2 separate regions of the Triticum aestivum genome follow, and region 2 is linked to region 1. The links are chromatin contacts, called in public Hi-C maps. All regions are on one chromosome and are shown on one strand. Each heading gives the region's core, a stretch centred on a gene start, on an enhancer-like site or on the middle of the called end of the contact. The rest is flanking DNA. Distances are from core to core; before and after follow the strand shown. Region 1 has its middle 140 kb from the start of LOC123053200. Region 2 holds the start of LOC123053200 (probable BOI-related E3 ubiquitin-protein ligase 3).

The links. A called contact is a pair of places that touch in the nucleus more often than the background predicts.
Region 2: a Hi-C map of leaf shows a contact between it and region 1, with 3 times the contacts expected there. The contact joins the promoter of LOC123053200 here to the enhancer-like site in region 1. A contact is called at or near these places in 1 of 5 Hi-C or Micro-C datasets (leaf) and 1 of 1 datasets of contacts at active chromatin or transcription factors (leaf).

Annotation. Positions count from the first base shown.
Region 1 is chr2D:371,208,525-371,211,522 of IWGSC CS RefSeq v2.1, forward strand. No RefSeq gene overlaps it. Among protein-coding and RNA genes, the nearest start is that of LOC123053200, 140 kb to the right of the region's middle. Within about 2 kb of position 1,582, at least 6 of the 8 cell types and tissues checked have an H3K27ac peak or open chromatin away from gene starts, as enhancers often do. A contact at or near this core is called in leaf, where this site is marked.
Region 2 is chr2D:371,350,184-371,353,181 of IWGSC CS RefSeq v2.1, forward strand. LOC123053200 (probable BOI-related E3 ubiquitin-protein ligase 3) reads left to right here and starts at 1,581. Exons shown (of 2, transcript XM_044476627.1): 1 at 1,581-2,128; 2 at 2,245-2,998. The coding sequence starts at 1,685. The coding sequence ends at 2,772.

The DNA of each region.
Region 1 (2,998 bases), core at 332-2,831:
TATTTTTCATTTTATTTTGAGATAGCAACCCGTGGCATTTCCTCTTTCTTACTTATTTAAGTTGAGCCGTGTCCTATGTGCACCCAACCATCATCCCATCTATATCTATACCAATATAAAAAGACTCAAACGGGTAGATTCAAACCATTTTGACCGGCAAACCATGTTATCTAATGGTTCAAATCGCTTCAATGTTGAACACCAAACATGTTTAACGCTCTAATTACCCACCACTGCCATTGGTTATAAACATATTTTGACTCAACGCTATCCTTTGAAATCTGTCATGTAATTAATATCCTACCATTCCTGAGAAAAAGTAATTGTTATCTTACCAAATACCAACGTGCAACAGATATATCTTACTACTTAATATAACGTGCAACTAATATCCTACCAAAGAGCATGGTTAATAGAAGAGCCGGTTGCTGGCTCTATACTCATGCCATGTTATATATAGCCTTTGTAAAAAAGTTTCTCATATAATAAGCCTGGCTGTAAGTTGGCTGTAGCAATTAATGTTTGCATGCATGGGTAAGAAGGCAGATGCATTTGATTGGAAGTGAGAAAGCAGCGCCCAGCTTTGAGTGCTTTACATGGGCTGCATGCATCCTTTTCCCTCGTGTATAGTGCTAGAGCCCGGCGCTTGCTGCCTTTCTTCTCTCTCCTTTGACTAGTATTTTTGCTGACCTGGACATCTTATAGCCTGCTGACTCAACCTATTATATTTGATAAACGTGCATTGCACGTACATTATTACTCCCTCCGTTTTCTTTTAGTCTGCGTCTAAGTTTTTCTCATTTTTCTCCTTTTAGTCTGCGCGCTAGCTTTTTACCCCTCGTTCTTCCAAAACTGCCCTTCATTTTTAGCTGTGCAATTCGTATGCATTAATTACTTGGAAGAAAGAGGGCATGCATGCAGTGGTCGAGCACCCTTGGCAGCATGCATGCGGGGCGTGGGGAACGAGGAGTGAGGAAGGCAGCCAATCAACGGAAATGCAGTTACAGCTGCGCAACAAAATCGGTCATGGAGATCAAGGCAGATCACACGCCAGCTCATGGGTAAAACAGTCCAGATTTTTGCTTCCTCAGCTCTCCTTGGTATCCGTGATTGCTCTTAGGCGCAAACTAAATAAAAATGGAGGGAGTACTAGTATAGTACTACGTAATAACTTAACAGAAAAAGGCAGGCGGTGGTGGTCCCACCTGGCACTGATTACCGAGAAGCGCCACACACGCGCACCTGCACACGCATCCGCCACTCGATAGGAGAGAAGAATGATCAGAGACGGTGGATCCCACGCACATACTACAATATCGAAAACGAATAGAGTCACATGATATTGTCGAGTGAGCAGCACCTCCTCCTCCTCGCTTGGCTACACCGTCGTGGTCGCAAGTTGCACGCCTGCCTGGTGCATATCCTACTGGAAATGGAACAGCCAAACCAAAGATGTGACGGGAGGGGAAGGAATACGTGTACTTTGTTGTCGTTTCGCGTCGAGGACAAGGAGCGAGCGCGGTGCCGTGCATGTATCGCACTGCGCCTGCTGTAGTTTTCGCGGCGAGTGAGGCGAGCGCAACACCTACTAGTGAATGAACGAATGAAGGCGTACAGATCCTGTCGACAAGCGACGGTCACATGCCTCGACCACATGCTTTGTGCGGTGCATGCATAATTGTGCAAGTAGGAGCGTCCGTGACGCCACGATCCATCTATATCTATACGGACGGAATAATGGCTGGACTGGACACGCTGGTCCACGGCGCTCATCACCTCGTGCCATCCATTGCCCTTTTCTAGAGCTTGCCGAACAAGATGGCCTGGCCTGATAGGTCTTGGATCATGTGATCATCTCCCTGCGGATCGATGTGTGCACATGTCGTCCCAGAGATAGAGATTTTTTTTTTCGAAGATCCCAGAGATAGAGATGGTAGTATACTAGTCACTGTAGGAAGATTAGCATGCGAGAAGATTTTGTATCATCGAGTCAAAGCACCACTAGACGACAGAGTAAATTGCAGAAAACCACCGCTTCAAAAGCTAGGTTAGCAGAAAACATTGCGCTGCATTTCTTTGTAGAAAACACAAGTCTTGTGTAATTGTTTTGCAAATATCACTCATCAGAGAATTTGGCTCTATTGATCGCGTTTGTGACAGATGGGGCCTGCTAGTCAAGCTGACATGGCACCAATTTCTCACACCATTACGTTGACTTGTTTTGCTGGATGTGGAGCATGCTTGTTAGTGTAATACTACCTTTCTTTTCTCTCGTTCTCCTCTCCTCCCTAATTTCTTTCTCTCTCTCTCTCACTCTCTCTCTCTCGTCGCACCCGCGCCATGGAGCTCCATGGAGGAGCGGCGCTGCCGGCCAACGCCATAGCACCGGAACTCCGCGATCATCGCCGCCATTAGCCCGCGCTCGCCTAGATCCGGCAAGAACCGAGCCGCTGCAACCTTCCGCTTCCGGTTCCGCCCTTCCGGTCCGCGCGGTAACGGCGACGACGACCTCTGCCTCGGCCAGGGGCAGGACGGGCTCCGTGTGGAAACGGCGGCCTCTACCACGGCCGGAGGCGGGACGGGAGGCGGGCCTCGCGCGGGACGCGCTGTGGGCATGCCCGGCGTCCACTGCTGCCCTCATGGTCTCGTCCGATCAATTGACCTCAGCAACACGAGGATGGCGATGGCCGCGTGGGAGTCATCCTCAGCAAGGCCTTGCCCGAGGCCGCTGCCCGGGTCCTCAACGCGACAATGATGGCGGAGGCCTCTACCTCAGCTGGGGGCGGGACGGGCGTGTGCGTTCGCGCCCTCACCTGTGCGTCGACCTGGGTGGTGAAGATAAGACGACCAGATTTGTTTACTTTTTTCTTCTAATGACAGGTGGACCTCACAGGACCACACATGACGATAACATTACGAAACGTCGCCGTTAGAATATGAGGCGTTAAGCGGTGCCATGTTAGCCTAACAGCAGGCCCCATCATTCATAAACGCGATT
Region 2 (2,998 bases), core at 331-2,830, 140 kb after region 1:
GCGTTATACTTCCTTCGTTCCTAAATATAAGTTTTTTGACATTTTAAATAAACTACAACATACGGATATATGTAGGTAGATTCATCATTTTTTTCGTATATAGTCATTTATTGAAATCTTATATTTAGGAACGCAGGGAGTAGATGGATGGATGGTTGGTGGTACTCCGTGCCGCGCCAGCGCCAGTACCGGAGACGCAGTGCATGCAGGTGCGCCCCGCAGAATGGTCGGTCGGTGCGGCGCCTTTACGGAGCGGGCGACTGTTACTTCCACCTTTCATGGCCGCCACGAGGAAGAGGAACGCAGCTGCCCCTGCCCGTGCCCGGCACCACTATAGTACCACTGTGGATCGTGGCTGCCGACGCCGCTCGATGAGCTGGTTTGGTGATGTGTGTGTGCGCGCGCGCCAAATAAGCTCCTTGTTTGCATTGCATGTGCTTGCTTGATCGGCGCCGAACATTAACTAGTAGGAGTACGTACCCCGCCCGTCGCTTGGACCCAGATCGATCAATCAGCGAGGGCAGTGCTCCGTCAGAGCTACACGAGGGCGGCCACTACTGTGCGCTCTTTCCGTGAGCAGCAGGACAGGAGCAGGACCAGGCTGCTATCTAGATCCGGGTCTGCAGGGCGCGTCTTGAATTCTTGATCACTCGCTTGGCGTTTTCACAAGATGTGGAGCCGAACGTGTGGTGCCACCGCAAACCTGCGGCCTGTTTGATTCCAAATAAGTCATCAATTTATAAATAAAATAAATAAATAAACGACTTATTTTGCTAAACAGATCCAACTTATAAGTCACCCCAACTTATAAGTCATAAGTTGCTCCACCCCAACTTAAAACTCATAAGTCATCCCCTTTTGCGTGGGTCCCATCATCTTTACATTAAAAAACAAGATGGAAAAGTGTGGTCAGATGACTTATAAGTCAGGTGACAACCAAACATGCGTGACTTATAAGTCATTGGTTTAAGTCACCTGACTTATAAGTGGTGAGTTATTGGAACCAAACAGGCCCTTATTGAATTCAGCTGTTATCCTGCCCAAGAGCTTTGATTCACGCGTCTCCGTTCCCATCCTTTTTATCTTTTTTTTTTGAGAACGGGGCGTCGACCCGTTGGCTGGGCAGCTGAGGTTGCTGCCAGCCTACCCAAGTTCGAGTCCCGGCACGGACGCGCGGTGCATACGGAGTTTCTTCTATATAAAGAAAAGCCAACGAGGGTTATCCTTTGGGTTGATCTCATTTTTTTATTTTTTCTTTAGCGGCAGCCGTACGTACGTTGGGATCGCATCACGCAATCTGTTTCGTTGTTTGGTCGCCGCTACCAAGCTGTTCGTAGCGGACTTTTGACCGCAAATTACCGTATCTTTAGGTGCTGTAGATGTAGATGGATCTTTTTTTTTTTGAGAGAATGTAGATGGATCTTTGGGACGGCCCTGCATGGATGGATCGTCGACCCATTATTTCCCCGGTCAGTTGCTCAACGTGCAGTGGCGTCACGTGTCCTCCCACCAGAGTGCCGCTTCAAGTCATGGCCTTTTCCGTAACCGCAAACGCGGACGCGTATAAAACCTCCCTCCCTCCCTCCGCATAGGTCTCCACGCCCACGACCGTCTCCTCATCCGTTTCCCTCTCCTCTCTCTTCCTTCGCCAAACCCGAAAACTAGCACGCCGTAGTACTTGGCCATGGCCGTGCAGGCGCAACACCTCTCCCACTCCTTCCCCCACGACCTCCACGCCTACAACAGCGTCAGTGCTCTGGAGGACGAGATGACGGGCGGCTCCCTCTTCTTTCCCGACAACCTCAAGCGCGGGCCGGAACTGGAGGGTGTTGGGAACACGCTGTTCGGCGACGTTCCGCGCGTCGATCCCACTTGGCACGACAGTATCACCCGCAGCCACGGTTTTGTGCAGAGGAAGCGGGCGCGCGTCGTCCCGGAGGCGCCTTCGTACTTGGAGAATCAGCGCGGGCAGGGGCTTGTGCCCGTCGGCGATGTGCTGACCAGGGCGGTGGGCTCCGGCACGGCGTCCACCAGTGGGAGAATGATCAATGCCGCCGGCCCGCCGCAGGACCTGCTCTCGCAGCTGTACCGTCAGGGCATGGAGATCGATGCAGTCCTACGACTCGAGGTACGTACCATCTTGTTCATGCACCGTTTCTCTTTCTATCTTGGTGATTGGGCTCGCGTTCTTGGTTTGATTGCACGGTGTATTGATTCGTGGTGATTCTGATGGACGTTCTGCAGACTGACCGCATGCGCGCGGGGCTGGAGGAGGCGCGGCAGGAGCACGTCAGGGCGCTGGTATCGGCGGCGGAGCGTGCTGCGGCGAGGCGGCTGCGTGCCGCGGAGGCCGCGCTGGAGCTGGCGCGCTGCCGCAACGCCAAGCTGTCAGAGAGGCTCACCCAGATTTGCGCCGAGGGTCAGGCGTGGATACGCGTCGCCAAGAGCCACGAGGCAGTCGCTGCGGGCCTCCAAGCTACACTCGACCAGCTTCTGCAGTCCCCTTGCGCTGCCGTCGCCGCCACCGGAGCGGATGGAGACGGCGACGCCGAGGACGCGCGGTCCTGCTGTTTCGAGACCCCCGCCGGCGACGACGCTGCGGCATCCAAGGCGTCGGCGGCGGCGTGCAGGGCTTGCGGCGAGGGCGAGTCGTGCGTGTTGCTGCTGCCGTGCAGGCACCTGTGCCTCTGCAGCGCGTGCGACGCCGCCGTGGACACTTGCCCGTTGTGCGCGACCACCAAGAACGCGTCGCTCCATGTCCTGCTCTCGTGATTGAAGGAACCAGTGGCCTCCTCCGAAACGGTTTGCGATAGGAAAGTCAGCAGGCTTGATCAACTTGCCCATGTTATCAAGCTACAGTGGGTTCAGTTTGCCGAAGAAATAGCAGTGCTTCAAGAATTTGGCAGCAGGTCATGTGGAATCTCAGCTCTCTAAAGAGACCCGCGTCTAAATGTACAAGTGGTTCCTGGAGTTTTGCAGAGCATATTACTTTCAGGAG